Regions from separate parts of the Ovis aries genome. Here regions 1 and 3 are each linked to region 2. Evidence: chromatin contacts called from public Hi-C data. All regions are on one chromosome and are shown on one strand. Each heading gives the region's core, a stretch centred on a gene start, on an enhancer-like site or on the middle of the called end of the contact. The rest is flanking DNA. Distances are from core to core; before and after follow the strand shown.

Region 1 (3,011 bases), core at 35-2,534, 250 kb after region 2:
CTCAAATGGGGGCTGCTCTGGAGAATGACTCTAGAAAGGTTTCTCAGCACCTTTATTCCCAACGGATCAAGTATAACACAGTGGGGTGGAAGGAAGACTCACATCTCAGCTGTGATGTAGTCCAGCCTTTTCCCCACTGTGGCCCGAGCTTCCCCCAGCTCCTGTTTGACCAACACGGGCCCCAGAAGTTTAAACACCACGTTGGACCCATCCAGCAGGGCCAGTTCCTGGTGGAGGAGTGGGAAAAACATCAGAATCACTTCCAAGACAGGTCCCCCCTCGCCCCACAAATCTCAGTCTCTCACCTCCTTCACGATATTATTTTCTGTTAGTTGTGCCTCTAGTTTCTGCCTCCCTGACATGGATTTACTCAAGTCTGCCGGATGAAAAGGTTTGTTTAGAGACATCTCATGTGCCACCCGACCACCACAGTCCTGGTAAGAAGGCGGAGCTGAGGAAGCAGGCAAGGATGAGCAGGCGGGACAGGGAATGGGAAGACTACAGAGAAGGGGAAGGAGCCGCAGGCTGGGGCCAGAGGTGGGACAGAATACATTATTCGGGTATAGACAGGTTGTGAGTGAATTGCCGCGAGGTCACCCCTACCCTGCTCCCTTACCCTTCTGCAGCTGTTGATATTTCTCCACTTCCCCCTGCAGCTTCTTCTGGATTAGCTCAGCCATGGCGGGGACGAAAGCCTGCGGGCAGCGGGAGAGGGGCGCTGGGTCTCACGCTCTGGAAGGTACCCGGGCTCCCCTTTCTGGCCTGCGGAGGTGACAGCCCTCTTGAGAGGCAGCCCCTCGGGCCACCCACTGCAGTCTCTCCTGGTCCGGGATATCGACTCACCCCCAGCCTCAGGGAGTGGCAGTACCCCGAACTCCTCAGCCGAACCGCTCCCCTACTCACGCTCTCACTTCAGTATTGGTGAACCCGGAAGTAAATAGAGAATGCTGGGGAAAGACGGCACCGGAAGCTGTGAGCCGGCGCACGCCGGGAAATGTAGTTCTAATATGGTCAATGTGTGGCGTTCTGCTAAAAAGACCAGAAGCGGAAGGATTTAAGGCAAGATGGAGAAACCGAGATGGGAAAAGAAACTGCAGGGTTGCTTGGGTCTTGGCCTCGGACTGCCCGTCTTTCATCACTTGGGCATAAGTTGCCGCACTGGGGGCCTTGGTCCCGCCCCTCAGTGGGGAGCGCGCCCTCATTAAAGATGGCGCCTAGGAGGCTTCAGACCTGGAACGGCGCTGATTGGATGAGTCTCGGAGGACTTCCGGGAGTTTTCCATCACACTGTGGGACTGTGGAGAGGAGTTTGCACGTGGATCGTGGTTCGAGTGGGCTAGATGGAGACAGTCCCCAAGCCGGGCAGTAATGTTCCACCCAAGAAGGACAGACTGCAAGCCAAGAAGAAGGTAGGGATCTCCTTGGGGTGGAAAGGAAGTTTTTATTTGCGGGGTTCGAGGGGCGGGGCGAAGGGCAGCGGAATACGAGGGATCCTGCTCTGTTGGTAGAAACCGCGGCGATACTGGGAGCAAGAGACCACTGGGACTGCGGCCGGAGCTTCTCCAGGTCCCCCTCATAAACGGAAGAGGAGTCGAGAGCTCCGCCCCCAGAAGCCAAAGAGAAATGACACCTCAAAGAAGTTTCGGATCTCCAAGAAACCCCGAGAACTGAAGAGTCCGGGGCCTCAGCGGACCTTTTCTGGGGTGAGCCTGGGACCTCCCGGGGTGCCGAGGCAAGTCGCCTTGTGCTTTCAGGGTCGGGGGGTTGGGGTCAGCTCGAGCCTGTTTCTTAATTGCCTCCTCCCTGCCGCAGGCCCAGGACCCATTTGCAGGCCCCGCCCCTGTCAGTGTGGAGGTGGTTCGGAAGTACTGTCGCATTGACAAATCCAAGGAGGTGAGGGCTAGTCGGAGAGTGGGGAGCGGTTGCAGGAGGGAGTGTCTGGGTGAGTTGAATGGAGGCGGGGCTCTCCTGTGACCCCCGCATCCCTTGGTCCTTCTCTCACTTCATCTCTCACCGCTGTTTTAGCTACCACATGCGAAGACCAAGACACGAAGCCGACTTGCGGTGGCTGAAGCACAAGAAGAGGAAACAAGTGTCAGAGCTGCTCGATCTGAGCTTCTGCTTGCTGAAGAACCTGGGTGAGTGGACCCTGATGTGGGCCTCCCCAATCCCTGATTTATGGGGCTCTAATTTCTGATTGTGATGCTGGGATACCCACTTCTTATTAGGAAGCTTTAATGCAACTCTCACGCTCACTTGCAGGTTTCTGGAAGGAGAGGATGGGGAGGACACGGCAAAGATTCGCCAGGCTGACATCGTGGAGGCTGTGGACATTGCGAGTGCAGCCAAAGTGAGTCTGAGAATGGAAAAGGGGCCAGTGGGTTGGCTGATGGTGCAGAGTAAGACGGGAGTGGGGACTAGGAGAGAAGAGTCCTGAAAGGAACCAACTCTCCTTTTCCTTTTCTTTTTTTCACTATCCCTTTTTCCAGCATTTTGACTTGAACTTGAGGCAGTTTGGACCCTACAGGCTAAATTACTCTAGAACTGGGAGGTAAGGTTGAATTCCAGTGACTTTAGCCTAGCCCATCTCAGCCATGGCAGTGTACATATGGGTTGTTGACGTGGGGAGGGTCTTGTTATTTGCTTGCATGTGTGCTAAGCGTGTATGGTAACATCTCTCCTCTCACCTGGAGAGGAGAAGCTGGCGTGGGACAGACCCTTGAGTCCGGGCACCCGCCCGACACACACACCTTGTACTGACACCCTGCCTGTCCTCCACCTTCAACAGACACCTGGCTTTTGGAGGACGCCGGGGTCATGTGGCCGCCCTTGACTGGGTAACAAAGAAGCTCATGTGTGAGATCAATGTCATGGAGGCAGTGCGGGACATCCGGTCAGTGGCCTTGGTCAGCGGCCGGGGGGGATGAGACAGCCCGTCACTGATCGACCGACAGCCGGTGGCTCCCTTTCACGTTGCTCTGCTCCTCCACCCCTCTCAGGTTTCTGCACTCT
Region 2 (3,251 bases), core at 209-2,708:
ATGACCTCCGCGGGGGGGCAGGTCTGGGCCCCCGGGTCCCCCATCTCCAGCCCCGAGGGGCTGGGCCGCGGCAGGGCCCCAGGGCGGGCGAAGGGCAGCGTGGCGGGAGGCCTGGACTCCCTCCTCCCAGCTTGTCCCTGACGGTCGGGCATCACGGGGACGGCGTCCTGCCCCCCCAGGGGCCACGACCAGCCCCTCCGCAAGGCCTGGCCTGAGCTCTCCCGGCCGCACTTGCTGCCTACCAAGCTCCAGGAAAAGCAGAACATGGGGGAGCGGCCCAAAATTCGGGGCCGAGGGCTTGAAGCAGCGGCCTCCATCCCGAGAGGGTCCCTGACTCAGAGGGAGGGGCCGCAGCAGCCACCGCAGGACCAACTGCTTAAGAACAGAAGGAGGTTTTCAAATTGAAAACCTCCAGTTGGAAACTTCCAGGAGTTCTAGAAGGCAGAAGGGGGGGAGGGGGGATTTGCTGGGTGCAGAGAGGGCAGGGGTTTGACAAGGCCTAGGGAGCCAGCTGGGGTGGGAGGGCTTGAGGGTTTGGGGAGGCCCCAGGAGACAGTGGGGGGGCAGGCAGAGGAGTCCAGAGGAACCCCAGCTCTGAGGATGGGGTGGTGGCCCAGGGCTCTCTCCTCGCTGCCTGTCCTTCCCCTGCAGCCGCTTCTGTCCTTGGGAAGCACTCATTCCCCAGCAGCTGCCCTCCCCCTTCCCTCCCTTCTCAGCATCCAGCTGGCACGGGCCCACTGTGCCCCCCTTTCTGCGTACCTGCCCGGCAGATTCAGGGGGACGTCACATTTCCTCTGTGGAAACCACCAAGGTAGGTGCCTGGTGTGCACGCTGAATCTCAGTTTAGTCTTATTCCTGGAGACCTGATTATAAACCCATCTCAGTGACCTTGGGAGAGGCTCCTTAAACCAGCCGAGTCTCAGTCTGATCCCCTGAAAGATGGGTGTGACCCACTGCACCAGCTTCCCAGGGTTGTTCCAAAGTGCGCTTAGTTTTAAATGTTTTTTATTTATCTGCACTGTGTCTGAGCTGCAGCAAGCGAACTCTTAGTCGCTACGTGTGGGCTCTAGTTCCCTGACCAGGGATCGAACCCAGACCTCCCTGTGTTGGGAGGACAGAGTCTTAGCCACTGGACCACCAAGGAAGTCCATCCAAAGGGCTTTTAAAGTGCCTGGCACAGAGTGGGGCTCAAGGAACCGCCCCATCCTGGCTGTTTTGCTGGCACTGATGGAAGGGAGCAGGGGACAGATCAAGAATTAGGGCTGGGAACCAGGGTGGGGGAAAAGCCGTGGGGGAGGAGGAGGGAAGCCACTTTCTCTTGCAGAGCCCAGACCCGCCTCAGGCCACGGGCTGCGGCTTCGCATCCGGCGGCCACCGAGCGACTTCCTCTAGAGGGAGCTGATGGGAGCCGGGAGCCGCCGGCGCCTCTATGATCGCCGCAGCCCCGTGGGTCCCCCAGAGCCGCCCTGGGACCGGCAGAGGCTGCACTCCAGACATCAGGGATCCACTGACTCCCCTTCCTGGAAGCCAGGCGTGGGGACACAACCCTGGGAACAGCCCCTGACCCCTCAGGATCTCTGGCCTCCGCCCCGCTGGGCCATCTCGGGCCTGGGCCAGGGTCCGGGGAGGTAAGCCGGGAGAGTCTTGCCCATGCCCCCCTCCCTGGGCAGCCCCAGGCCCAGGGTGAGGCAGGGAGCCCCTGGGGAGCCCGCTGGGGAGGGGGACGCCACTGCGAAGCTTGCCTGGGCGGCTCCACCAACCCTCGACGGTGGGCCGATCCAGATCCAGCCAGGGCTCCCTTGGGCTGCCCCTGAGGCGGCGTCCCCTCTTGCCCTGGCCCTGGCTACCCGAGAATCGCGTGCCAAAGAGCCAGGTCCTTTAGCAGTCTGGGGGATGGGAGTGGAGGTCAGAGTCAAGGTCAAGGGCAGCAGGAGACCGTTCACAGTGCTTCCTGCTGCCCCAGGAGTCCTAAGACCAGGTCAGGATCTGCCCCCTCCCCCCCCCCAACTCCAGCAGCATCCTGGGCCTGGCAAACCCAAAAGGTGGGCACAGCGGACTCTCCCCACCAGGAAGTCAGGCCACTTGGATGGGGGCAGAGGAAGTCCCAGGTCAGCTCAGGCCTCTGGCTCTGGGGCGGGTTCCAAGGCTCCACCTCATCCCCAGCCGTGAGCCCCAGGGGTAGTGGGAGAGGGAGTCGAGGTGCAGTTAGCATCCTTCAGCCCTGATGTCCTGGGGGGCACCGCGTTTGGGTACCAAGGGAGGGAGAAAGGCGCCTTGTTTGGGAAGCAGCTTCTAGGATGCCGGGTGCCAGGCTAAGGTCTGTCTTAAGCAGGCGGGGGACCGCGGGCTGCAGGAGGGGCGAGTCCCTTCTCCCTGTCCCTGCCCCCTCGACAGGGAAGGGGTGGGGCGCACAGGTGGGCCCTCCCCACCCTTCTCCTGAGGCCCTTTGGAAAATGGCCCCAGGCCTGGGAGAGGTGGGGTATACAGGCCCTCCCAGGAAGGAGGCGGAACACAGGCCCTCCGGGCGTGTGTTGGGGCCCAGGCTGGGCCCTCCCGAGGGGGAGGAGAGGGGCTTCCGCCTGGGTGATGGAGGCAGCTTTGGGGTGCGGGGAAATGAGGAGGGTGCAAACTGAAAGTGAAACAGCTTACGTCCAGGAAATACTCACTCTGCCCAGGGCTCACTGAGCTGCCGGGGGTTGTGGCCAGAACCCAGCAAAGGAAGAAAACGGGCCGGAGACAGGAGGGCGAGGGGGGCACGTGGTTTCCTCAGCCGCCTGCTAGGCAGGTGGGGCAAGGGCAGAGGCCGCCGCCGGCAACCGGGAAGCAAGCCTGACAGGAGCGCTGAGGAGAGCACGGACGCGTGTGGAAATTCAGTCACCCTGATGGCTTGACCAGCCCTGTGGCCTGGAGCGTTCCCTGAGCCTCAGTTTTCCCACCTGTGCAGTGGGCATGATGGTGCCTGCCCTGCCATGCTACCCCCGCGTCCCACACCTCCTCCCGCATGTGTGAGGAGGACACCACAGGCGCTCGGGATGTGTGTGGCTAACAGGCCCGAGGTGGAAAACAGGTGTGCTCTGACTAGCTGGGGGGAAGTGGGGCCTTCGGGGACGGCCTTCACGGGTCACTGGTTGGAAGGTAGCGAGTCTGTGGTGGATGTGGACCGGATAGGGTGCAGAGGGCCCCAGCGGCAGCAGAAGGAAACTCCGCCTCTGAAACTCACCTCCCCGGCCCAGGAACGGGGTAAGACGTGA
Region 3 (3,282 bases), core at 330-2,829, 190 kb before region 2:
TTAGCTACTAAACTACCACCACCATGCCTCCACCCAACCAAAGGGTGGAGGATTCAGAGAGAAAGAACACTTGGTCTTACAGGGAGAAGTGTTATGCCCAAGTCGGAAATCTCCCAATGACCACCAGGGAGCCGGTATCTGATGCAAAAGCAAAAGAGTTTTATTACCAAGCTCGAGCTGGGGCTCCCACCGACACCGACGCAGTGGCCACAGGAAGGAGCCCTGAACTCTGGGTTACATTGCTTATCAAGAGTATTCTCACTCGCAAAATTCGAAAAACGGGAGTCTCTGGGTCTGATGAGGTGAAGGGTTTTATTGAGGTTTTATCTGGTGAGGCGTTAGGTGTTGAGTTCTGATCGGCTCTCATTTCCCGGGGGCTGGCCACGGGTCCTGATTGGTTCTCTTTTCCCAGGCTTGCCACGGGTTTGATTGGCTTTCATTTCCCGGGCTTGATTTGATTTTCCCGGGCTGGCAGTTGATTGGCTCTTGTGTGCTGAGGTAATTTCGTGGTAACTGAAACTTATCTTTTTGAGGAAATCGGAACTGCGGCCTTTTTGGTCCTGTAGCTAAAAAGCCTCTTGATGAAAGTGAAAGAAGAGAGGGAAAAAGTTGGCCTAAAGCTCAACATTCAGAAAACGAAGATCATGGCATCGGGTCCCATCACTTCATGGGAAATAGATGGGGAAACAGTGGAAACAGTGTCAGACTTTATTTTGGGGGGCTCCAGAATCACTGCAGATGGTGACTGCAGCCATGAAATTAAAAGACGCTTACTCCTTGGAAGAAAAGTTATGACCAACCTAGATAGTATATTCAAAAGCAGAGACATTACTTTGCCGACTAAGGTCCGTCTAGTCAAGGCTATGGTTTTTCCTGTGGTCATGTAAGATGTGAGAGTTGGACTGTGAAGAAGGCTGAGCGCTGAAGAATTGATGCTTTTGAACTGTGGTGTTGGAGAAGACTCTTGAGAGTCCCTTGGACTGCAAGGAGATCCAACCTGTCCATTCCAAAGGAGATCAGCCCTGGGATTTCTTTGGAAGGAATGATGCTAAAGCTGAAGCTCCAGTACTTTGGCCTCCTCATGCGAACAGTAGATTCATTGGAAAAGACTCTGATGCTGGGAGGGATTGGGGGCAGGAGGAGAAGGGGACGACAGAGGATGAGATGGCTGGATGGCATCACGGACTCGATGGACGTGAGTCTGAGTGAACTCCGGGAGATGGTGATGAACAGGGAGGCCTGGCGTGCTGCGATTCAAGAGGTCGCAGAGTCGGACACGACTGAGCGACTGAACTGAACTGAACTGAACTGAACTGAACTGAACTGAGGGCCTGTCATGGAGTTTGTTGCTCTCACAGAAGGAGTGAGCAAGACGGGAAAGAGAAAAGGAAACCAAAAATAAAACCCTTCAAAAACGCCCTCAGACCTCCCCAACATGGTGGCCCTGGGAGGCCGAGTCTGACCTCACCATCATGGCCACACGACGATCGTCACAGACCTCCCAATATGGCGGCCACCACTGACCTTCCTGTCATGGCGCGGAGCCCCGCCCGCTCCGCCGCGGCCGCGGGCGGGAGCAGTTCCGGGTGCGGCGCGCGCCGGGGGCGGTGTCCTGGCCATGGCTGGCCTGTCGGACTTGGAGCTGCGGCGGGAGCTGCAGGCCCTGGGCTTCCAGCCGGGCCCCATCACCGACACCACCCGGGACGTCTACCGCAACAAGCTGCGCCGCCTGCGCGGCGAGGCCCGGCTGCGCGGCGAGGAGCGGCCGCGGGAGGCGGCCCGGGCCCGGGGCGAGGAGGCCCGGCTGCGCGAGGAGGCGCCGCTGCGCGCCCGGCCCGCCGCGGCCTCCCCGCGGGCGGAGCCCTGGCTCTCCCCGGCGGCCTCGGGCCCGGCCTATGCGACGCCCGGGGCCTACGGCGACTTCGGAGCCCCCGCGGCCTCCTGGTCCGGGAGCCGCGGCCTCGCCCGCCCCGCGCCGCTCAGACGCCGCGCCTCGGCCCGGGGCAGCTCCGAGGAGGACGAGGACGGCCGGCCGTTCGGCAGGACCGCGCCGGGCGCCAGCCCCGGGCTCCGGCGCTGGTGGGCCGCGTCTCCGGCCTCGGCGCGGCCGCCCTCCGCCCTCCTCGGCCCCGACCCGCGCCCGGGCCTACGGGCGACGAGAGCCGGCCCGGCGGCCTCGGCGCGCGCCCGGCCCGAGGCGGGGCGGCGGCTGGAGCGCTGCCTGTCCCGGCTCCTGCTCTGGGCCAGCCTGGGGCTGCTGCTCGTCTTCCTGGGCATCCTCTGGGTGAAGATGGGCAAGCCCTCGGCGCCGCAGGAGGCGGAGGACAACAGTACGTCCCGGGCCGGCGCAGGGGAGGGCGCTGGGCGCGCGGGTGTCCCCGAAACGACCCCCGGGCCTCTCAGCGCCAGGCCGCACGTCCCGGGCCTGTTAGATACCTCAGGCCACCTTCTTCCCCCCAGACTGAAGACTTTGCTTCCTCCAGCTGTGGGATTCCTGCGTCTGCAGTCGTTTCTGTCTTCACTCCCTCCTATTATTTTCGGCCCTAGCCCTCCTTACTTAACCTCCCTTTCCAGCACGTGCTGGAAGCTGTCTCTCCGTAGTCACTTTTACTTTTCCCTCTCTAGAGAAAGCCCTCTAACACAACCCTCTAAAGGCCCACCCCCGCTCCTTTTAAGTTCTGCCCTCCCTTTTGATTTCTTGCTCATTCACATGCTGTGTGCCCAGGTCACCCACTCAGAGATAGGTTCTGATTGGGGTCCCAGCTTTGCAGCACCAAAAAGGCCACATCCTCTTCTTTGGCCCGGGGGACCCACTGTATGTCAAGAGGGGATTATACTAGTCCTGCCTCAGACAGGCGTGCAAGAGCCTTTCGAGTTTAAACTGATGTGAATGGTGGCATTTGCCACTGTTTCCAGCCCCTTCATGGGATGTGTTAAGAGAGGGTCCTGTGACTCACGATATTCCCGGCCATGCCTCTGTCCACAGTTAGTTCTGTGATGAGACGTGGCCGAATGAGATCTGCCAGATACAGTATATTAACGAATAGTTAACGATCTGTGTTTTCTAAAAGGGAAATTTACTTCTTCCAGAATTCTCTAGGCTAATAGGAAGCAGCAGGGTGACCATTTCTTTATACATTTAAGTATAAAGTGACCCTTTAGTTCACCAGCTTTTAAAATTCTTTACAAAAACCAAGTGTGATTAATACTATTCCCAGCCACATTTTTCCATGCCTAGCACGGACCGCCAGAATGCAGGGGAAAGCTAAATTATGTCCTAGC

Evidence for each region. A called contact is a pair of places that touch in the nucleus more often than the background predicts.
Region 1: a Hi-C map of liver shows a contact between it and region 2, with 10 times the contacts expected there. The contact joins the promoter of WDR46 here to the promoter of BAK1 in region 2. A contact is called at or near these places in 2 of 16 Hi-C or Micro-C datasets (blood and liver).
Region 3: a Hi-C map of muscle shows a contact between it and region 2, with 4 times the contacts expected there. The contact joins the promoter of LEMD2 here to the promoter of BAK1 in region 2. A contact is called at or near these places in 3 of 16 Hi-C or Micro-C datasets (hypothalamus, liver and muscle).

The regions. Positions count from the first base shown.
Region 1 is chr20:7,614,687-7,617,697 of ARS-UI_Ramb_v3.0, reverse strand. WDR46 (WD repeat domain 46) reads left to right here and starts at 1,284. Exons shown (of 15, transcript XM_027958657.3): 1 at 1,284-1,408; 2 at 1,508-1,702; 3 at 1,812-1,892; 4 at 2,025-2,137; 5 at 2,262-2,349; 6 at 2,489-2,550; 7 at 2,788-2,892; 8 at 2,999-3,011. The coding sequence starts at 1,340. It overlaps PFDN6 (prefoldin subunit 6), which reads right to left and starts at 935. Exons shown (of 5, transcript XM_042236906.2): 1 at 904-935; 2 at 617-762; 3 at 306-376; 4 at 103-227. The coding sequence starts at 680.
Region 2 is chr20:7,863,614-7,866,864 of ARS-UI_Ramb_v3.0, reverse strand. BAK1 (BCL2 antagonist/killer 1) reads left to right here and starts at 1,458. Exons shown (of 6, transcript XM_027958440.3): 1 at 1,458-1,628. LOC114109606 (gametogenetin-binding protein 1-like) reads right to left here and starts at 2,760. Exons shown (of 8, transcript XM_042236933.1): 1 at 2,667-2,760; 2 at 1-863. The coding sequence starts at 317.
Region 3 is chr20:8,057,391-8,060,672 of ARS-UI_Ramb_v3.0, reverse strand. It overlaps LEMD2 (LEM domain nuclear envelope protein 2), which reads left to right and starts at 1,579. Exons shown (of 9, transcript XM_012100506.5): 1 at 1,579-2,330. The coding sequence starts at 1,619.